Regions from separate parts of the Sus scrofa genome. Here region 1 is linked to region 2. The links are chromatin contacts, called in public Hi-C maps. All regions are on one chromosome and are shown on one strand. Each heading gives the region's core, a stretch centred on a gene start, on an enhancer-like site or on the middle of the called end of the contact. The rest is flanking DNA. Distances are from core to core; before and after follow the strand shown. Region 1 has its middle 330 kb from the start of LRIG3. Region 2 has its middle 450 kb from the start of ATP23.

Region 1 (4,455 bases), core at 1,311-3,810, 170 kb after region 2:
TTAGATTGGGAAGATGTGGTATATATACACAATGGAATACTACTCAGCCATAAAAAAGAACAACATGATGCCATTTGCAGCAACGTGGATGGAACTAGAGACTCTCATACTGAGTGAAGTAATTCAGAAAGAGAAAGACAAATACCATATGATACCACTTATATCCAGAATCTAACGTAAGGCACAAATGAACCTTTCCACAGAAAAGAAAATCAAGGAATTACGGAATAGACTTGTGGTTGCCAAGGGGGAGGGGGAGGGAGGGAGTGGGTTGGTTGGGAGCTTGGGGTTAATAGGTGCAAACTATTGCCTTTGGAATGGATTAGTAATGAGATCCTGCTGTGTAGCACTGAGAACTATGTCTAGTTACTTATGGAGCATGATAATGTGAGAAAATAGAATGTGTACATGTATGTATAACTGGATTACTGTGCTGTATAGTAGAAAAAAATTATATTGGGGAAATAACTATTAAAAAATAATAATAATAAAGTAATTTTTAGCACCAACCAATGTTCTGGACACTATTCTAGACCTGAGGTTCTTACTAAGAAATGCGCATGTTTTCTTCTCCCCAAGGGTCTCTACACCCTAGAAGCTGTATGATTTTGCCCTGATTCCATCTCCATGTTTTTTATTTTTTTAAGCTCAAACTCCAAACTTGAAATTCAAATTATTGCTCTTTTGTTCAAGCTATAAATGTGTAATTTTTAATAATATATTTTTAATAATATATGCTGATCACTACAAATTTGCCCACCCAACAATGTTGTAAAATAGTATGATAGTGACATGCTTAAATCAATGAGTTCTTTCAAGAGGATGTTTGATGGTATGCCAAAGGAAGTGTCATGACACTACATAGCAGGGGACAGCCACTTTTAATTTATACCCAAGTCAGGTAGTGAATTTTCCCAATGGAATAAATCAAACTTCTCTTTCTTCCCAGGATAAGAGGGAGCACCAAAGCAGACCAAAAATCTTATTCCCATGATTAAGAAAGCAGGCAACTGATGTTTCTCAGAGTATATTGAAGGGGATAACCTCCATGAAATCCAAATATAGACTGTATATTTGAAGACATTCATGAGAAGTCATTAAAGAATGAGGACTAGATACAAGGATGCAGCCATTCTAGTAAAGAATATTGCAGAAAGCATAAGAATAGCAGCATAGTTGGGACAATGTAAGGGTAAAAAAAAATGTCCCAGTAGGACCTAAAGAGGATTCTTTTCTTCTTAATAGTCAAGTTTTTCACATAAATTCCTAGTATATAGGAGCTAGAATTTGATTTAATCCTACTATAATGTTCACAGCCCATCATATTAATCTAGGGTTTTTTTTTAACTGTATAGCAAATGCATTTTAATCCCATAATATTGTCTCAGTAATTCCCTACACATGTTTTGCTTTATTCAGAGAGCCCAAGGTTAATGAATTCCTGTAGGTCGGTAGGTAGCTCTCAAACTTCAGTGTACCTCAGAATACCCTGGAGGGTTTGTTAGAACTAGATTCCTCCAGAGTTTCTGATTCAGTAAGTCTGGAGGAGAGCTTGAAATCTGATTTTATGACAAGTTCCCAGGTAATGCTAATGCTCCTGGAGCATTAACCTCAATGTGGGGACCACATTTTAAGAACTCATAGGTATATCTAGGTGCATATAGATACCTTGATCAGACAAGTTAAAGTTTAGTTGAGATTCTGGCACATAGGGTGCTTTTCAAATTCCCTCATCTTTTCTATTTCACTGTTACCATTGATATTCAAGACACATCAATCAACTGCAAAAGCCTCCAAATTAGTCTCCAGTTTCCTATCTTGCATCCCTCCAGTTTCTCCTTCAAAAGCAGCTATGGTTATCTTTTTAAAAACCTAAAGCAGACCATTTGACTCTTATGCTTAAAGTTCTTCAAATCCTTTTCATAACACTAACTTGGTAATACCAGCTTCTTGCCATGGCTTTCTAGCGCTTGCATGAACTGGGCTCAGCCCCTCTTTCCATCCTCATCCTGCCTTCCACCCTTCTCCCTCTCATTCACCAAACTCCATTCACACTGACATCCATTCAACTCCTTCAAGCACACCAAAATTTCCTTCTTGAAGACTTTTTTAAACCACTCTGCCCTTTGCTGCTCTTATCCTCTCCCCAGCTACTCTTTACTGCTGGTTCTTTCCCTTCTGCCAGGTATCAACTTAAATATCCCCTCAGAGACACTTTTTCTGATCATCCATACTTAAAGGAGATCCCTCCTTTTATCCTGGTTCTAGTTACACTCTATTATTTTCCTTTGTAGCCTTCATTCCAATTCGTAATTGCCTACTTATTTGTTCAGTTACTTGTGTACATCATTAGACTCTAAGTTGCTGAGAATGGGATCAACTTAGCACAGTGCCCCACAGAGAGCAAATATTCACTTGGTTGGATCGCAGAGGGGACAGGGGCAGGCAAGCTGGTATTGAGCGCAATGTTTATTTTCTGGGTTCAGCCACAGCCTGTAGAGGAGGGAGTCTGTCACTTGGGGCTTTTGTACTTCAATAAATGCTACTGATGCCTTTGCTCTGAGTCACAACAATTCAGTCTTTGACTGCCGAAACTGTTTGTGGCCTGCTTCAATGTGGTTGGTGACTAAACCACAAGGCTTGGTTGGCATTAGCACTCTCTTCCACCCCTGGACTATTTCAAAGGGTCTCCTGAGAGGGCTGCCCAAGGAGCTGAGGAAATGGAGAGATGGCTTTGATTGAATAATTAATCAGTGTGTGCCCCGATCAAGGGAAGAGATGGTCCTTTGGCAATCTACATTACATCAAAGACCACATTTAGAGATTGTATTTAGTTGGGGATGAATTTTTTAAAGGGGGAGTTGGAAACTGTTCAGAATTTGAGAAGTTTGTCACAGGAAGACCAGTAAATGAACTGGGGAGAAAGCCATCATCTTAAAAAAGAATGACGCTGCTCTACTTCGTCCCAAGGGGAATGATAAACTTCAGATAAAAGTTACAGGGAAGCAGATTTGGGGTCCGTATAAGGAAAAATTTTCCAAAAAATAAAGCCGATGAAAAACAGAATGGAATTAATTACTTTGTGAGGGAATGAATTCCTCTTAGTATTAGAGATGTTCAGGCAGAGATGGTGAGGAAGGCTGGGCGGAAGGAAGGAATTAACATTTATTGTGAACTAGTCCCTTTACCTATATAACTATATAGAAGAAAGCTTATTTTCTTGGTAGCAGACTGTGTCAAATCCTTGCCATCTTTTTGAGGGAGGGGATACAGTGAGAAGCCTAACTGGTTAGGAATGGTATTGAAATGCTTACACACTAGAAGAGCAGTAGATGGTTGTTGATAGCTGTTTAATAAGCTCCCCCCCCCCAATTCTATTCATGAACTGAGGCGAGAGCTCGATATTTCAAAATAATGGAAGAAAGGTGGGGGAGATTTTTGGGGTGATTGTTTTAGGAAAGAAAAAATGGGAAGTGGAGAAGATGCCAGTGAAAAATCTCTTTGAAAGAAGAGCAGGGTTGTTTAATGAGGAATTTGATGACATTTATGTTGTGGGGTCTCCAGTACAAAATCTTTTCTGCCATCTCCCTACTTAATCTTCTGCAAAATATAAATTTCTTTGCTAATGAACTATGACTTTGGCTTTTTTTTTTTTTTTTTTTTTTGAAACCAATAAAGCTGAATGTGGCCCAGAATAAGTTCAGAGCAATCATCCTGGGCCACGGAAAAATAGCCCCTTTTTAATGTACATCTGAATTAATCCTCATAGCAGCAAGATACAGGGAGCATCACTGTCTTCATTTACAGATGAGCAAAATAGGATAATGGGAAGGTAGGTCACTTTTTCTACATTACTAGATGATTCATCTGATTTTTATTACATGAGAGGCAACTTGAAGGGAATTCTTTCTTGAGATGTAAGGTTAAGTCAGACTATTTCCAGTGTCTGTCTGTCTGTCTATCTATCTATCTATCTACCTATCTATCTATCTATCTATCTATCTATCTATTTATAAATTTAGGGCTGTGCCTGTGGCATATGGAAGTTCCCAGGCTAGGGGTCTAATTGGAGCTGCAGCTATCGGTCTACACAGCCACAGCAATGTGGGATCTTAGCCACATCTGCAACCTACACTGCAGCTCACAGCAACACCAGATCCTTTAATCCACTGAGTTAGGTCAGGGATCAAACCCGCATCCTTGCGGATACTCGTCAGGCTCCTAACCTGCTGAGCCACAATGGGAACTCCTTTCCAATACCTTTTTTACCTTTTAAAATTGTATGAAGCAGAAAGGAGCAAATGAGGTCATCTCACTTCTCTGAAAATACAAGAACAAAGAGTTGCATTAGGATGCAAATTAAGATTGCAAGGTGGGGGGCCAGGTGCCATCAACAGGGCTGGCTTCACTATGTGACCAGTGCAGTCACATGGCCTTGTGCTTATAAAAACCTCA
Region 2 (4,368 bases), core at 401-2,900:
GATGAACATTCCTTTCCCCTTGCTGACCAGGAGTCTCTGGATTTTCTGAGGTATCTATTTCAAAGCCGCAAGAACTCTAATAATAATTTCAAAATACCTCAGGTTCTGCTAACACTGCATTTCCTCATAGTCTCATAGTCCCCAGTTGTCTGTCCAGTCCTTTGCAGGGTTTTCTCCTGATACTTTGCAGAGTAACCACCACTGCTGCTAACTAGCCCCTGGGCCTGCAGTCCTGTCTGCCCTGGACTCTCCATGCTGTGGCCATGACTGTCTTTCTAAAGTATCTAAACACATCTCACTCAACCTTTAAATTCTTTAGTGGCTCCCAGTTCAAGTTCCAGCTCATTAGCCAGTCTTAATAAATGCTGCAAGGTCTGTCCTTTGCTAATTGCTCCAGCTTCTTCCTTTACAATTCATACCTCTCATTCTGAAGAGATCTATCGAACTACTGTATTGAAAATATTCCACCTGTTCATTAGCCTCTTGGCCTTTGCACATACATTTTTTTTCTCCTTCCCTTTTCCTAGTTGCCTAGAAAGTCCTTAAATTTTTTTTATTGAGACATCCTTTCCTTTGAGAAATTCATTAAAAAATACTTCTCAAGCATCTTGAATATTCCAGACATTCTTCTAGGTGCTTGGGATACATCAGTGAACAAAACAGGGGAAGATCTACTTACCTTATTGGACTCTGATGGCATATTTATTTGTCCTGTCTCTACTAAACTTCAAGCTCCCTGAAGACAGGGTATGTGCCTTATTTAACACTGTATTTCCAAAGCCTAGAAGAATGCTTTGGTATATGACTAGAACTCAATAAGAAAAGTAATAGCCTTTAGAAAAAAGTCAGAAAACGTTTTTCTGCAAAGAAATAATTTTTTGTAAAGTAAATATTTAAAAATATTTGGTCCATAAAGTATGTTTTAGCCATTCAGTTCTGTTGTGATGCAGGCAGTTAGGAATGGTACGTAAGTGAAGGAGCCTGAGTGTGTTCCAGTCAAACTTAGAAAATCCCTAAAGTTTCTTCTGGGTTCACAATGTTATCTCTTTTGTTTATTGCTATACTCATAGCATCTAGAACCATGTCTTCAACATAGCAGATGCATAATGTATACTTGTTGGATGAGGAATTAAAGTGGATTTAAGGCAGTTTGGATTTGAATTCAAGCCTTTCTGACTTCAAAATCCATGATCTTTGTATATCACATCTTGTTGGTTGTTTAATTAAATACAGACATAAGGGATCAGAATTCCCAAGACACTGGGACCCACAGTGATGATCAATTAATCTAGAGTTGTCACACTTTTTCTCATCTTGAGATGCCTTGCTCAATTGGATCCCTGCCAATACTTGTTTGTTAGCCCTAAACAATGATGAGCCCCTCTTGATGGCATGTGAGGAATTCCTTAGTGAGCAGGGGGATAGAACCAGCTGGTAAACCAAATAGGAGAGTGCAAGTGAGGAAATGCCTGTGGGATAGAGATGGTGCTAAGAGGTAATTTACTTTACAGCAAGGGGGAGAGTCATAGAAACCTTCAAAAAGTGGGAGGGCCTGAAAAGGATTTTGAGTTGCTGCACATCCCATATGTCCATAGTGACGAATCAGAGTATGCAAGGGATCCGCCTAGACTATGTTACAACCTGAATTGTGGGCAGAATTAATCAGAGCTAGAATTCCTAGTTCCCAGTCATCCATGAAACCACTAGACACTCTATATTTCAGTGCATTCATTTTATTTTGATTTATTTATTTTGGCCATGGTGTGCAGTGGCTTGATGTGGGATCTCAATTCCCAGACCAGGGATTGAACCCAGACCGCAGCAGTGAAAGTGCTGAGTCCTAAACACTAGACCACCAGGGAACTCCTGTCAATGCATTTTAAACAAATATTCCTAACTTAACCATTGCATCCTTTTACTTATGTGTGTGTTTGAGTATCTTAGGTCATTATTCTCTCTCTTAGGAATCATATTTTCCCAGAAATCACTTTTTCATGTTGCTCAAGTATGCTAAAAGAGACCTCGATGGTAAAAGGTTAAGTGGAAGATGAAATAGAGTAAACCAACTGGACTTTTTGCTTTGTAAACCCTGTGGAAGTGTTGAGTCAGCTGTTTGAACTGTTAAGTAGAATTCACAGAGCCTGTTGCTCTGTAGCCTGAATCATTCCCAGTGTCTCTGGTTCCATATTGGTTTATGACCAATGACTAATGCTTCACCCATGAGTCATTAAATCCATTCTGCACTTCCCTGGTTCCCTAATCTTCTTGGAATTCATCCTTGTGTCCACTGGTCCAATGCTCTAGCTTGGTATTTGGATGACTGAACAGAAATAGCAATAAAAATGTATATGTAATATAACAGTTCAAAATGCAATTCCCTTTAGAGAAGGCATCTGAGCAAATAAAAATCCACCTAAACTGTTTCAAATCCTTTGAAATACTTGAAGCTTTCAGTTTCCTTTGCACCTTCATGAGAGGTCAACAAATACAGCAAGAGCATCTGCTGGTTCTGCACATACTTTGCTACAAAATTCAGACTTCATAAGGTAGCTCTATTTTCTAATGCTCTTGATTAACTGCACTAATGGAAGAAGGCAGAAGCATGGATAATCTAATATAGATAGCAGCTGATGAATATGTATGTGTTTGATGTTCTAGAAAACTACTTTGAAGGAAGTAGTGAAATGCCATTGATGGTTAAACTTAGGATGAGAAAATGTCCACCTTCTTGACTACCGCTCAGTTCTCTGAAATCCTTATCATTTTAAGAGCACTTATTTTCACAGAAAGAGCCAGGAATTGCCTGATAACTGTGAAAGAGTATGGCAGACTAAGTGGAAGGGAGGTGACTTGAGGTGGGGAAGGAAGGAGGTGTAAATAAGACATGGGAATATCCTATTCACAGGAGTGCGGTGGGCTCTGAGGGTGGGGAGGCCCAGAGGAGATTTAGCTGCTAATGCTGGCCAAAATTTACTTTAGCTATCCAAACATAAGATCTAAATGGCATAGCCTAGGTGGAAAGTCCACCTCAATCTGAAATAACTGCTAAGTATCCTATAAGCAGGCAGATAGAGCAAAGTGATGGAGCCTCCAGAGAGATGTGATTGATGTTCAGGAGTCGAGGCAGAAAATGTGCAGTCATCTTCTTCTGGAGGGATGGTAGAGAGAGGAGGCTAGCCTGCGTGGTTAGGGGTGAGACTGTCTAGGACAGAGTAGGGTACCAGGGTAGGAGGATGGTAAGTCATATAAGAGTGTTCATACTGGTCACAGGAGGAGCTCTTGATGCTGATGTTGGGAACCTGAGTATGAAACCAGGAGAATCATGGAAGTCTGGGTCCAGATGGGAGGGTGGTCCTGGTGTATACCTGGCACAGGATGTGGCCCACCTGGCTTTTATTTGTTCTCTTTGGAGGGACCTCTGGCATCCGCAGCCACAATTAAGGGCAGAAGATATAGACAGACAAGTGACTGTCACCTACAAAACCTGTTTTCAGGTGGCAGGGCATTATCCAGCATATCCCAGTGCTACTCCCTAGATTAATGCCTCAGGTGCTCTGGATAGATTTTCTCTGGTTGGCCTGGAATAGATATGGATTGTGTCAGCTAGACGTTATTTTGATCTCATCCTTTCTCTTCAGTATGAGGTGTGGATGGGTAGTGATGATGTCTGAGGGAATGACCACAGCAGAGGAACTAGCAGGAGAGTGACTGGGAAGACAATTGGGCAGGCAAATTTTATCAATTTCTCATCAGTTATTCAGATAAAAGAGACTATAACAATATTCCATAACAGAAAATTGAGTTACTGAATAATCACATGTTGTATACAGACTTTCTAAAAATGTGCCACTAAAAAAAATTGACTTTTACCATTTGATATTGAAAATGAAACTTAAACTCCACTGTAATTCCTTTTGGAACCTTATGCCACTTAAGTTTACTTAATGAGATTTTCTTCCTATTTTTCAAGTAGAAAATAAAATAATATAGTTTTATCTATCATAACTCCATTTCCAAAAAGGGTTGCCATGTTACTACTGGATAGGCTTGGTTAAGAGAGGTTTTATAACTTTGGGGCCACCAGGCTTGAAAATGAATTGGTAAAGTCCATTTCAAAAAGATGCCAGTGTTAATGCAAGAGAGTTTAACTACCATTTACTGGCATCCACCATTGGGATAAGTTAGCTTCAGGGCTTAAATGTAAAGTGAGCTAATGATGAAGAGGCATCTGAACACAGACAGCATGTCTTTTGAGATTGAATGGGTCTGAATGATTATAATCATGAGAACATGAGTGTACAATTAAGATTTTGTGAACTAAGAGATGACATGTTTCTTGCCGGATTTCAAAAAGCTGGGTCACTTTTG

What was found. A called contact is a pair of places that touch in the nucleus more often than the background predicts.
Region 1: a contact with region 2 is called in a Hi-C map of embryonic fibroblasts, with 1.5 times the contacts expected there. The contact joins two enhancer-like sites. A contact is called at or near these places in 5 of 47 Hi-C or Micro-C datasets (embryonic fibroblasts, epiblast stem cells and fibroblasts).

What each region holds. Positions count from the first base shown.
Region 1 is chr5:23,790,656-23,795,110 of Sscrofa11.1, forward strand. No RefSeq gene overlaps it. Among named protein-coding and RNA genes, the nearest start is that of LRIG3, 330 kb to the right of the region's middle. Within about 2 kb of position 2,561, at least 8 of the 83 cell types and tissues checked have an H3K27ac peak or open chromatin away from gene starts, as enhancers often do. A contact at or near this core is called in embryonic fibroblasts, where this site is marked.
Region 2 is chr5:23,623,466-23,627,833 of Sscrofa11.1, forward strand. No RefSeq gene overlaps it. Among named protein-coding and RNA genes, the nearest start is that of ATP23, 450 kb to the left of the region's middle. Within about 2 kb of position 1,651, at least 8 of the 83 cell types and tissues checked have an H3K27ac peak or open chromatin away from gene starts, as enhancers often do. A contact at or near this core is called in embryonic fibroblasts, where this site is marked.